Linked DNA regions of Mus musculus: region 2 is linked to region 1. Evidence: chromatin contacts called from public Hi-C data. All regions are on one chromosome and are shown on one strand. Each heading gives the region's core, a stretch centred on a gene start, on an enhancer-like site or on the middle of the called end of the contact. The rest is flanking DNA. Distances are from core to core; before and after follow the strand shown.

Evidence for each region. A called contact is a pair of places that touch in the nucleus more often than the background predicts.
Region 2: a Hi-C map of neural stem cells shows a contact between it and region 1, with 2.9 times the contacts expected there. The contact joins the enhancer-like site here to the promoter of Nanos1 in region 1. A contact is called at or near these places in 7 of 39 promoter capture datasets (the 3T3-L1 cell line, 3T3-L1-derived adipocytes, the C10 cell line and 4 more), 44 of 484 Hi-C or Micro-C datasets (the AML12 cell line, the C10 cell line, the C2C12 cell line and 29 more), 5 of 115 datasets of contacts at active chromatin or transcription factors (the SCID.adh cell line, cardiomyocytes and embryonic stem cells) and 4 of 9 other capture datasets (adipose tissue, embryonic stem cells, liver and 1 more).

The regions. Positions count from the first base shown.
Region 1 is chr19:60,750,614-60,757,313 of GRCm38.p6, reverse strand. Nanos1 (nanos C2HC-type zinc finger 1) reads right to left here and starts at 1,327. Exons shown (of 1, transcript NM_178421.3): 1 at 1-1,327. The coding sequence starts at 1,048. The coding sequence ends at 245.
Region 2 is chr19:60,833,638-60,840,645 of GRCm38.p6, reverse strand. Sfxn4 (sideroflexin 4) reads left to right here. Exons shown (of 14, transcript NM_053198.4): 14 at 1,596-3,369. The coding sequence ends at 1,673. Dennd10 (DENN domain containing 10) reads right to left here. Exons shown (of 9, transcript NM_026437.4): 9 at 4,411-5,820. The coding sequence ends at 5,644. Among named protein-coding and RNA genes, the nearest start is that of Sfxn4, 24 kb to the left of the region's middle. Within about 2 kb of position 2,660, at least 16 of the 459 cell types and tissues checked have an H3K27ac peak or open chromatin away from gene starts, as enhancers often do. A contact at or near this core is called in neural stem cells, where this site is marked.

The DNA of each region.
Region 1 (6,700 bases), core at 78-2,577:
TATACAGTAAACAGCGCCTCATTCACCGCAACTCAACCGGTGGTACACCCGCTCAGCCCTCACCGTTCTGGATGCGCGTTTTAGAAACTAGGGACAAAATTCAAGATTTCAACGTCAGAGACCGACCACTCCACAAGAAAGTGCTGCGCTCCTGCGGCTTCCGTAAAATCAAGACGACTTCCCAAATTGAGGCAAGGGAGAGGAGCGCAGGTTTCAGGTGTACACAGCTTGATGCAGCCCGCTCCTAGCGCAGCTTCTTGCTGGGCAGGCTGTCCCTGTTGCTGCGCGGCGGCGGGCGGACGGTGGGCGGTGGCACTTTGGAGAGCGGGCAATACTTGATGGTATGTGCGTTGTCGCCGCTGGCGCCGCACAGGGGGCACGTGTAGCGGCGCAAGACCGGGCACAGCACCCGGCCGTCCGGGCCCTTGAGGATGTGTGTGGTGTAGAGCGCCACCGCCTCCTTGTTGTTCCGGCAAAACACACACACCTGAAGCTCCGGTTTCAGCAGACGTGCGGCGGTCGCCCCGGAAGCCGCGTGCAGACGAGGCTCGGCAGCCCACGCAGGGCTTGGCTCTTCGCGCGGCGTCACTTCGGCCGTGGATGCGGCGGCGGCGGTGGTGGAGGCGGTGGGCGCGCAGCCCAGCAGAACCGCGGCGGCGCGCCCTGCAAACGGGTTCAGCTCAGCGAAGCGCTCCTCCAGCAACCCGGGCTCAGCGGGGCCGGCACACAGCTCTAGTGCGCGCAGTTCCAACGCACCGCCCAGGTAGCGGCCCCCGGCCTCCGGCTCTTCGCCGTCATCGTCTTCATCGTCCTCGGGCGGCCCCATCGTGGGCCCCGCCGCCGTGGGCCCGGGCCCCTCATGCGGGGAGCCGCGGTCGCTAGCCCTGGTGATGAGCGTGGCAAGCCCCAGGTAGTCGTTCCAGGAGCTGAAGGGCTGCGGGTGCACCGGGCCCGAGGCGCTCACGTAGCGGGCGCTGGGCACGAGCGCCATAGGCGCGGGGGCGCGGGCGCGGCGGGGCGAGCGTGGCGCCCAAGGGAAAGCCTCCATGGGCCGGCAGCGGGCCGCGCGCCTCCCCGCCGCCGCCGCCGGCAAGGGCCAGACGGAAGGGACGCAGGAGCTTGCCCGCCGGCCTGCCGTGGGGTAGGGCAGCCTTGCTTCCTTTTATCGCTCCCGCTTTCTCCTGTGCCCCTCCTCGCTGTCTCGGCCCTGCCCCCTGCGATCCTCCGCCCGGGCCACTGCGCCCGCGCCCCCGGACGGAGGCGGAGCGGAGGCGGGCGCGCGCTCTTCTCCAGCCCCGCGCGTTTCCTGCGCCCCGTGCGCTGCGCCCACCTCACCAGCTGCGGGGCGCCTGGCATCCTGCGAGGGGGCGGGTGAGGCGCCGCCTCGGGCCCTGGCGCTCAATGGCTGCGGACCTGACTCCGCGGGCGCCGGTCGGGACGCTGATTGGTGGCGATCGGGGAAGGGGCGGGCGGCGCTTGCTGGGAGGGAATGGCTGTGCAGAAAGCGACTGAATGAGGCGGTGGCTGGGGCTTGCTTTTGCACGAGCGTGGAGACCTCAGCCGGTAACCCAGCTTGGGTTTTTGTTTTTGTTTTTTTCACTGCGGGGTATTGAGGATGCCAATGGCACAGATCGCAATGAAGCAACTGGGATGCACTTGCATCCACTTGCAGGTTTGGCTGGACCGGGTTTATGGTTTGAAGCTACCACTTTCCTTTTTATCATCATCAGCAAGAAAAGCTGGGGGAGGCAAGGCTAGGCGCTAGCTCCCATCAGAGCCCAGCTAAAGACCCAGTGACTTCAGTTGGCACAGCGCTCTGGAGCACTTTCCACAGGGTGAAGTCCTCCCACAAACTTTGAGGCTCAGGGAGGAAGCTCACGATTTATATAGTTTATATGGTAGTGAGTAGTGGAGGATCAAAACAGGTCCAACAGGTGTTCAGAAATTGGGGCCGTAGGCTGTTCACTTACTTAGGTTAGGTGGAGGCTACAACTGGGCTAGAAATTCTTACTACGGACCAGTTTGTGTGAAGCTCCTCTTCAGGGTGCTTATATGGAAATCTAGGGTCTGTGGAACTTGAAAAACAGCATATTCAATGCTTTGAAACAGATAACATTTTCTCTTTTTGGTAAAACCCTGGAAAATAAAGGACTTACTAGGAGGGAAAGAAGTAGTCTTGCTCTTCCCTGGAAAAGAAGCAACTTAAAGTGATAAACACCAACAACCTCAAAAAATAATTTGAAACTAGGAAAAGACACCGAGGACTCTTCTGGAATGTGACCTAGGATGAGGGTCAGAAAATGCTCTGCAGAGGAGAGGGCTGATCTAGCTTTCCCACTCTGTACCGTACAGTGTCAATGGAAGCAAGGTGGTAAGACCTCTCCTCTGATGCTGTGAGTTTTCTTTGGGTGGTAGGTCACATTCACATGTTTTGGCTTAGATTTTTTTTTTTTTTTTTTTTTTTACAAACCTACTTCAATAAAGGTTCTTCAACACATCAGGCTACCTTATAGCCTACCAAAGGTAGGGGAGGAAGAACGGTTAATAGGACAAGGGGGTCATGGACCTGTTTAGAAGTAGTTATTCCGACCTTTGTTGTCAGGATATCAGCAGTCCAGTTCAATAGTGTCACCAAACATGAATCAGTAGCTGCAGACCAATCCAGAAGAAACCATGAGGCTCCAACAATGGGCGTGGGTCCATGGAAGTGGCAGGAAGCCGCCAAAATATGAGGGTTTTTTTTTTTTTGTTTTTGCAAGTTACTCTCTATGAAGTCACGAAAAGTGAAGATCAGCAAAGAAATCACGCCAATGTCAGAGCATTGTCAGTGAAGACCGGCATCCGCCAGCAAAGTCCAATGAAGGCCAGTAAGGCAAACCAATGCCACAGTGTGTCTGTTGGGTTATACAAAGGATGCTCAGAATTTGGTTCTGGTTTGGGTTAGGGTTAGAATGAATGTGCGGGTGAAACAGATCACTTGTAAGAGGGATCTTTGGGATCATCTAATTTAGTCTTTACAGGTGAAGAAAATGAGGACACCCCTCCCCCCACAAGAAGAGATGGAGTTCTTGAAGGTCAAACAGTGACTATGTCACGGTTAGAATCAGGACTCAAGGCAGGCGACCACCCTGAACACCACAGCACAGAAGGTTTTTTTAGGCTAAGTTTGTATTTACATCGGTGCGTAGCTGGAAAGAAGTAAGTTGGAATTGTGCGGCTTTGCTTGAGCCTATAGCCTTGTGATTTTTCCACCCAGCCTCTTTGTTCCCTGAAATACAATGACTCTGTGACTTCTTATATAAGAGTAAATGCCTACACCAATAATTTTGGCTTGTTTCTCGACTAGCTCATAACCTGTTCATTGTAGTCTAACTCCTCAGTCTCACGCAACTGTCTCCTTCAGTGTTCTGGGGCGGATCTCCTCATTTATTTTATTCTGTGAATGTCACGTGGCTGCTTATTTCTCAGTTTCATGCATCTGTGTCCTCCAAGTTTGGGGCAAATCTCCCGTGCCTAAATCTTTCCCAGAACTCAACTCTTTTCTTTCTTTCCTTTCTCTCTCTCTCTCTCTCTCTCTCTCTCTCTCTCTCTCTCTCTCTCTCTCTCTCTCTCTCTCTCTCTCTCTTTCTCCCTCCCTCCCTCCCTCCCTCCCTCCCTCCCTCCCTCCCCCCTCCCCCCTCCCCCAATCTCCTACTTCCTGACTCAGCTGATTGGCCATAGGCTTTTTTAAATTGACAATGGGGGCTGGTGAGATGGCTCAGTGGGTAAGAGCACCCGACTGCTCTTCCAGAGGTCTGAAGTTCAAATCCCAGCAACCACATGGTGGCTCACAACCATCTGTAACAAGATCTGACGCCCTCTTCTGGAGTGTCTGAAGACAGCTACAGTGTACTTACATATAATAAATAAATCTTAAAAAAAAAAATTGACAATGATGCTTCCATACATTGCACAAGAGATTCTACATGAGCTCCTGCCTGCAGGGAGCTGTACAGAGCCCACTGGTGACAGGGACAGAACCTGAAGCCAGAAAAGGGCTTCTATTCTGATCAACTGTCAAGTTAGGGCTTGAAGATACATTTCATGTTCTTTCTCATGTCCTAGTTTCCACTGTTTGGTAGAGACCTGAAGCCAGGCAGGGATACTCTGCACTTGACAGTGTAGTTCCTTTTTTAAAGTTTGTGTTGAACTCAAGTTCAAAATCACCCTTTATGCCCACCCCCACCACCCTGCCACCAGCACCAAAAATAAACAAGTCTCCCACAGAAGCCTGGCAGTTTTGCTGACACTGAACTTGAGTTCTTACCACAAGCATGGTGGCCCCCAGAGTGATATGAAGATTATTATTCTATAAATGGAAAATTCCACTCTGTACATCTGTCTATGCAGCCTGCATACCTTCAGTGAATGCAAAGTTTTCAAGTTCTGAAGAAGGAGAATTCTATTCTGAGAAAAACTTCAACAAGCAAAGTTTAAACCTTCTGGTTACTATGTTTGCTTCCTCTAAGACAGGCTGGAGGAAACAAGAAACAGGACTTTTGTGCTTCTCCATATGTTTCTTAGTCCTTGGGTTGAGTGAGAAAAAAGCTTAAAAAAAACCTATTATTGTGTTTTTGTGTGCTCCCCCCCCCCCCGTGTGTGTGTGTGTATGTGTGAGAGGGACAGAGAGAGAGAGAGGCATTGAAGCACAAGTGTGGAGGTCAGAGGACAATTTTCAGGAGTAGCATCATCTACCTTTGAGTGGGTTCCAGGGATTGATCTTAGACTGTGTGAGGCTTGCAAGGAAAGTACTTTTACTTGCTGAGCATCTTGACAGCCCAAGTCTAAAATGTTTATGTGAGTAAGATCAAATGCCTTGTCTAGTTCCTACAGCCTCAGGGCATGGGTGATGGTACAGAGAGGTCCTGGGTGGATGTAGGAGTGTGAGTATCCTGGGACACAACTGCTTCTCACTGCCACCCTTACTCATTCTCAAGTGTTACATAGGCGTTTGGCCCAGAAAGAAAAAGATCATGAAGGCCTTTTATCTATCTATCTATCTATCTATCTATCTATCTATCTATCTATCTATCTATCTATCTATCTAACTTTTTTTTCTTTTTTCTTGGATATTTTCTTTATTTACATTTCTAATCCCTTTTCCCGCCCCCCACTTCCGGGAAATCCCCTGCTTCTATGAGAGTGTTCCTCCATCCACCCACTTCCACCTCCCTACCCTCGATTCCCCTACACTGGGCGTCTATCAAGCCTCACAAAGGCCTTTCTTTGGGGGGGGGGAGTTGTTTGTTTGTCGAGACAAAACCCTGTGTAGCCCTGGCTGTCCTGGAACTCACTCTGTAGACCAGGCTGGCCTCGAACTCAGAAATCCACCTGCCTCTGCCTCCCAAGTGCTGGGATTAAAGGCGTGCGCCATTATGGCTGGCTCCACAAATGCCTTTTAAATGTCCCTAGGTGCACACATGGCTTCTACACAAAGGGAGATTTTGCCGTTAGTGACTTTGAAAATCCCAGAGTGGGTGACTGCTCCACATCTGGGCTAAATTAACATTTACTTTTTGTCTCTGAACAAAGGCCTCAGCCTGACCATGAATTCTCCGGTTCTCTCTAGGGCAGAGCAGATAACAGATATCTTCCTGGGTGATGGGGCAGTTTGTCCAGGCTTTAAGAAGCTAGAGATATTGTTTGTTGGGCAGTGCATTCTCACTAGCCTTTCTGCTAGACTTTGAGAAATACCTCAAAGGGATTTTTCCTATCCACTTCCATGCTGTAGACTTAGTAGGTAGGCCCAAGTCAGAGAGGCACTGGAGGAATCTGAAGGGCCTTGACCTTGTCCATGCCATAACTGGCCAAGTTTTGGGCTTTGCCCTCTGTGACTCTATGGAATCTTAGAGTCTTAGAGTCTATGAAATCTTAGAGTCTATGGAATCTTAGAGTGGAGACATTCCTGGGTGAAGTGGCTTTATTGGTCCCTGGTGGGGTCTTTGAAGAGACCTGTAGCTTTGGATGAGAGACCTAAGGTCTCTGGGCCCCAGTCCCTTCCTGTGAACCTTGAAGGAGATCCTCTGGGAAAATGGCAGACACCCTGCCTTGCTTTGCTAGATCTATGTTCCACCTTCACCTTGTAACTTATTTTAGCAAGCAGACAGCTTAGTTTATAGTTCCCAGTGAGAGGGGAGAAGGCTAGTGATCCAGTCCTCCTTGAACTTGAGATGTAAGTAGTTATCTGTTAGGAGTTTTCTCCTTCTGTATATGAAAGGAAGCTGCATTCATGAAATCTCAACAGTATGGCTGCCTAAATAAGACCTGAAAAATGACAACATGTCTGTACGAACAGGGGAAATTTCACAAGGTCCCAGCCCTAGATGAAGAACTACAGGTAATTAATGGTTGTTGAGAGAGGAAGTTTTCTACAGGCATGAGCCCAATAGGGTATCTAATCCCAGGTGTCAGCTCTAACACACATAGGAGCAACACTAAAAAGAGTCTGCAGGTTATGTTTATAAATTTATATGTATATATGTAACAATAATAACTAATGAATAAGCTGGGAGGGTGACACATGCCTTTGATCCTAGCACTTCAGAGGCAGAGACAGGTGGATCTCTTTGAGTTTGAGGCTGGCCTGATATACATAATGAGACCCTATCTAAAGAAGAAGGAAGAGGAGGAAGAAGAGGAGGAGGAGGAGAAGGAAAGGAAG
Region 2 (7,008 bases), core at 1,411-3,910, 82 kb before region 1:
AAGAAGTTGAAGTTGAAGACAGTGTCTGTGCCAAGAATTACTGCTTTAGAGTTGTGTTTTGTGCCTGTTTAAAACTCAGCTCACGGGCTAGAGAGATGGCTCAGCGGTTAAGAGCACTGACTGCTCTTCTGAAGGTCCTGAGTTCAAATCCTAGCAACCACATGGTGGCTCACAGCTACCCGTAATGAGATCTGACCCCCCTCGTCTGGTGTGTCTGAAGACAGCTACAGTGTACTTACATATAATAAATAGATACATCTCTATAAATAAATAAATAAATAAATAAATAAATAAATAAATAAATAAATAAATAAATAAATAAAATAAAACTCAGCTCACAGTCCTGAAGGTTATCCTCTCTACTTGTACCATGGCATATACACCCACAAGTTTGTACACAGATATATACACACACAAATAAAATAAATGAACACAAATTTAATAACAAAAAGGCGGCTGAGATGTGGAAGAAGACAGACCGTAAGATCAATGATAGAATCTGTATATGCTCTTGCAGGAAAGGTAATATAACATATGGAAATTACTGTCTCGTGACAGATAATAAACGACAGAGGGGCTAGAACCAAGAAAGGCTTTCTGGAGAAGGAAGCCTCTGGAAATGGCTGGGATTGCACAGGCAGAAATGGAATTAAAAGAACTAGTTCCCAGTGGAAGAACAGGTAGGAGGAATGGACAGCATGACCCCACAGGATCATCTGGCAGGATGTAGAGACCAAAGTTAGCACTGCATCACCAGGCTGAGGAAGCAGGCAGTAGGCTTGAAGGGGTCATACAGGAGCCTTGCCAGACATATGAATCTCAGAGGGCAAAGCAGGGGCAGGAAGTAGGGTTTGTCTCTGCATTGCCTCAAAGATTCACCAGACCTTGAAGTAGGTGCTTGTTGACTCTAGGTGGGTAGTGATGATTCAATGGCAGTCTTGTGCTAATGGTATATATAGGGCTGCAAGGGGTCCAGCATCTCCTCAGATATCCCTGTAGTACATTTCTAGAACGTCAAGGAAAAGGGAGCCTATTCCTTCAGAGGTCCTCTGCTTGCCATCAGTTAATTAGTACATCCAACCTTGCAAGACTGGAAATAGACACTGGCTGTTAGAGGAGTCCACTGCTAACATTTGCTGGGATGTGATAACATTCCTTCCTGTGTACATGGTACCAGACTTGACCATCTGTAGTATCTGTAGTGGAGAATTTGTAGGTGAAATGCTCAAGGAACCAGGTGTATTCTTGTATTGACAGTATTTTAGAGGTTGATGCAGGAATAGACTAAGTTCAAGATCCTGTCCCAAAAACCAAAAAGGGGGAAACCCCACTACACTTACAGATGTGGAAATTGCTCCAGAAAATCAGATCAGCAGATTCTTCATAGCTATTGCTGAGTGATGATTATACAAGAGCTTATTATAGTCTCTTTGTATTTGAAAATTTCAATTTAAAAGTTCTAAGAAATGGTACTTCTTGTAATCAATTAGATATCATTGGAAAAGGTGTAAAAAAATGGGTGCTTTCAGAGTTTTTTAAAACTTGGCTTGAGGCATTTAAGCATGAATTTTGAAGAATGTGACCTTGTCTTTCAGATCCAGTGCAGTCAGCTTGAAGAGAAGATTCAATCTTCTACAGAAGAAAAGGAACTCTTCTATTACAGAGGGGTATAGGAACAAGTTTATCTCCTGTTTGGAAATCTTTGGCCCCTTAAAGAGCACTGCCATGGTCCTCAGGGTTCCCAGCAACACTTGTGCAGCAAGCTGGCTTCAGTGCCTGAGTCTAACCAAAAGAAGAGCAGCACCCAGGGGACTGCTGAGATGAAGTAAGAGTCAGCCCGGGGAAGGATAATGTGACCCTGTGAATAAACCTGTCTGGAGTTGAATACTTGAAAGAAATCATCAAAAGGTATACCTTATCTGGGGTACAAACACTACACTGATAGCCTCCAGATAGATACAAAACTCTGGTGAGCTCATTAAGGCTTCTAGTCCCTAAGTAGTCCTGTTTCCCTACTTATTTTATCTGATCCCACACTGCAAGCATTCTGTCTACTTCCCTGGTTTCTGTTGAAAGGACCCTGATACTTCTATTTCTAGAATAACTGAGGCCCCTAGCCAACAACAGCTTCCTGCTCAATACCAGTCCAGGTCTATATATAGTCAACTCTCTTAGGGATCCCCATCTCCCTTCCTCTGGGCCTTGCTCTGTAGTCACTGGGGCATCTCTGGCTTACTTCTCTCTATAGACTACTCCCAGGAGCATTGAAACTGCCTTAACAAACAAACAAACAAACAAACAAACCATACTTCCTAGCCAAAATTTCTTCTTCCTTCCTTCCTTCCTTCCTTCCTTCCTTCCTTCCTTCCTTCCTTCCTTCCTTCCTTCCTTCCTTCCTTCCTTCCGATTCTTCCTCCTTCTTCCCCAGTCCCTTCTTCAAGACAGGGTTTTTCTGTGTTGGTCACAGCCTACATTCTGCTGAGATGGCTCTCACCTAAGCCCCATCCAAGGCTGGACTACCATTCTGCCAGGCCCTCATACCCCAACCAGTTGCTACAGTGTACTTGGCTCTTTGGATGCCCCCACGGGACTCATGGTTGAGTCAACCATGCCTTATCTCAGCTCCCTAGTAACCTTGGGTAATGGTGACATCATTTACCCAGCTATGTCACTCAACCTCTTATCCCAGACAGGCATAATTTCATGTGTTAAGAACCCAAGGCTTCAGGTGCTGCTTCAGCTCAGTGCAATAGCACCCCCTGCTGGCATTGTCTTGTGGCTTTTTGCCTTGCTCTGGCTGCTCTCTGAAACCTCCTGCTTCTGTCTGGAGACAAAGTTCTGCTTCTTTTTTTTTTCAGATTTATTTATTTATTATATGTAAGTACACTGTAGCTGTCTTTAGACACTCCAGAAGAGGGAGTCAGATGGTTGTGAGCCACCATGTGGTTGCTGGGATTTGAACTCCAGACCTTTGGAAGAGCAGTTGGGTGCTCTTACCCACTGAGCCATCTCACCAGCCCCAAAGTTCTGATTCTTAACACCCTTAGAAAACCTCTATCTTATTCATCTCTTGTCATCCCCTTCTATGTCCCACAGAACCTAACATCTGGTTCCTCACATTAGTTTGTGGGCTTTTCTGTTTTTTTACTGCAACCGTTTCTTCTCTGGAGGCCTAGAGAGCTCACAGTATTGAGTGAGGTACCCCTTCCACTGGTTTCCATAGCACCCCATTTCTCTTATCAGACCTGCTCCCGGCCACACTACCTCAAGACCTGTTGCCTGGTCCTATTTCGTAGCAGACTGTCTTTAGAGAAGATGCATATTGTTTGGTTATTGTGATATTTTCACATTAAACTCACCAAAGGTGTCTACAGGACAGTTGCTTCAAAATTTGGTTTTAAAAAAGTATCACAGCAGTCCAAAGAGTCAAAATTAGAAACAATGACCTACCAAGTAGCTCAGTGCAGCCATAGGTGGACACTACACAGAATTAAAGGTAGAGAATCATGGGCTAGAAAAATGGCTCAGCGTTTGAGTGTGCTTGCTGCTCTTGCAGAGGTTGTGGACTCATTTCCCAGCACCCATGTAGCCAGATGTCAACTCCTGTGTCTCCAGCTCCAGGAGGATGCAGTACCCAAACATGTGGCATATACAAAGGCACACATATATACAAATAAGTTTTAGAAAATGTGTGTGTGGACAAGATCAGGAGAATAAGGAATGTATGGTGGCCATATCTACAATCCCAGCACCCAGGAAATGGGCAGATTTCTAAGAGTTTGAGGCCAGCTTGGTCTATGTAGCAAGTTCCAGACCAGACAGAACTACATAGTGAGATCCTGTCTCAAAAAATAAAAGGTGAAAAAAATAAAAATAAAAGGTAGGGGCTGGAGAGATGGTTAGAACACTGTCTGCTTTTCCAGAGGTCCTGAGTTCATGACCACATGATGGCTCACAACCATCTGTAATGGGATTTGATGCCCTATTCTGGTGTGTCTAAAGACAGTACTCACATACATAAAAAAATAAAAATAATAATGAAAATAAAAAAATAAAAGGTAGGAGATAAAGAGATGACTCAGGAGTTAAGAACACTTATTCTTGCAGAGAACTCGGGTTTAGTTCCTGGCACCCACATATTGGTTCATAACCATCTGTAACTCCAGCCCCAAGAAAGCTAGTGCCTTCTGACTGCCATGAGCACTAGATATACAGTGATGCATGTACATACATGGAGGCAAAATACTCATACACATAAATCAAGAAACCATAAGATGAGCAAAGTCTCCACGTGGAAGACTGCCTTACTACTTACTACTTAAAGCTTTATCAAAATGTTTCTATTGATCATAAGTTTGTAATGTTAACAATACTTCGAGATAAGGGAGAAAATGAAAAGACATCAAGTAGTTCTTTTTATAAAGTGCAAATTTAATCATTAGTTGTTAGCTCCAGTAAACAAAGTATGTCAAGTCCTCCCTGTTTTTACCCAAGGACAAGAGGGAAAGGCTATTTTTTTATTTTTACTTAAATGTCTAACAATAAGATTTAAAAAAAAAATACCCAACTTAGATAACATTTTTGCAAATATGTTTCCTGGTAAGGTTTGAATGCTCTGCAACTATACTGAAGAAAGGTGGCCTTTCATAGTTAATGTGAGTAGACATAAGGAATGCATAATTGAGACATTTGTGCTTATTTGGTAATTTTAAGATCTCAAATTAAGAGAGGCTAATAACAGTGTCCTGATGATGTGGCCAAATTCCTTTACTGCAGTCACTGGAAGACACTGTCTAGTTTTGGCCTTGGCAATTTGATTCTCATGTTCCTTTACCAATATATGAAAGCATTATGGGCTGGGGGTTTAGTTTAGTGGGAAAGCAATGCCTTGCATATGCAAGGCCCCAGGTTCTAGCTCCAACACTGCAAATAAAAACAGTAAAGGTATTTTTTTCTTATACATGTTTACATTTAAAAGGGGTTTCCTTGTTGGGGACTGGCCTCTTTTCCAAAGACACTGCTAGCAGCAATTAGTCCAAGAGTTCTAATGGTGGATGTTTATTAAATGCTTATATCTAGGGCAGTATAAGGGTTGTTGGATTTGTCTACTCAAGTATAAAAGTCTATGAATAACCCACATAATATAGGCAAAAGTTTCAAAGGCCCAAAACATTTTTTTTTTCCACAAGAAAGTGCAACTGTAGTATCTCTTGAATGACCTTCTAGACAATTCTGCAGAAAACATAGCAGTTAGGCTCAAAAAGTATACTCTCTCATGAGGAATTCAAGTTTTTTTCTAGAAGAATAAAAAGCAAACTTTGAGGCAGCTTTCTGAAAATAAACCATTAAGTTTATGGCTACAGTAAGACTAAATAGGAATGAACAATGAAGGCTAGCATGTGCGATCTGTGTGGCTCCTACCATTAGGACAGTAATTAAAATTAAAACACTGTCCAGCACTGGATCAAATTGGCAGGGAGAAAAATCACAATTGTTTTTATGTGCTCTCACCTAAGATCTCACTATTTGGAAATAAGTCATTAAAAATAGAACATTCCTATAATTCCAATAGTGTATAATGTCAATGGGTACTAGGAATAAAAGGGAAGTTCTGTAGGGGTCGCAGCAAGATGTTGAGAACAGTCAGACCTTCAGCATTTGTTCAGCTGCTGCTAGATGATACAGGAAGTTTTCTGTTGCGGGTGGAAATCGCTGCTGCTTCAGTGCCTCAACATTGAGGATGACTTTTCCCCCATCATCAGACACTTCTGAGAATGGTGCCAGGTGAGTGAAGATTTCTTTTGTTTTTAGGGCAATGTCCTTTAATAGAACAGGTAAATACACAGTATGTTAGTATCTAAGAATATGAATAGTTATTTCCTAGGGTTCTCCTATTAGACTAACTTCATGGGTTTTTTTGTTTGTTTGTTTGTTTGTTTGGGGTTTTTTGTTTGTTTTCCTTTTTCCTAAGACGGGGTTTCTCTGGCTGTCCTGGAACTCACTTTGTAGACCAGGCTGGCCTTAAACTCAAGACATCTGCCTGCCTCTACCTCCCAAGATTCGGGGTTAAAGTCATTCACCACTATGTCCATCTCTCATAAATTCTTTTTTTTTTTTTTTTTGGTTTTTCGAGACAGGGTTTCTTTGTATAGCCCTGGCTGTCCTGGAACTCACTTTGTAGACCAGGCTGGCCTCAAACTCAGAGATCCACCTGCCTCTGCCTCCCGAGTGCTGGGATTAAAGGCATGCGCCACCACACCCGGCGCATAAATTCTTAAATCAAAATAACTTAGGAAATCAGTGTCACAGATCTGTTTACAATCATTTTAGTCATTTTAAAGCATATGCATTGATACTATGAGTAATCATTGTGGAGGCCAGGCATGGTGGCACATGACTTTGATCCCATGGGAGGTAGAGGCAGGTAGATGTGTTCAAGGTCAATCTGGTCTGTACAGTGAGTTCCAGGCCACCAGGGGTACAGAGTGAACCTGTTTCAAAAAAGCTAAGCATGGTGACTTTTAATTCCAGCACTCAGAAGACAAGTGACAGGCAGGTCCCTGAGTTTGAGGATAGCCAGAACTATACAGAGAAACAATGTTTTGAAGAAGAAATAAAAGGAACCAAAAGCCCAGGTAAAAAAGCTAGGTACCAAGCCTGACAATTTTGAGTTGGATCCAAGACCCACATGGTGGAAGGAGAGAATTAAATTCCTGAAAGTTGCTCACTTCTATGCATGCAGTGACAGGTACTCACATGCACACATACATAAACATAATATATGCACACATACAATAATTAAAAAGAAAAAGTTCAGCTGCTATGTCATGCTATTTCTAGGTTTTCATCATGACAACAGGCACTGAGCACCCAGAAACTGTCCACTCCTTTCTTCTTGCAGAACCCTGTTGACCTGCATCCTACTTCTTCCTCTTAATTTACCTACTCTGGTACTTTTTACATACAGTCATATCATATACCTGCCACTTTGCGATTGACTTGTATGTA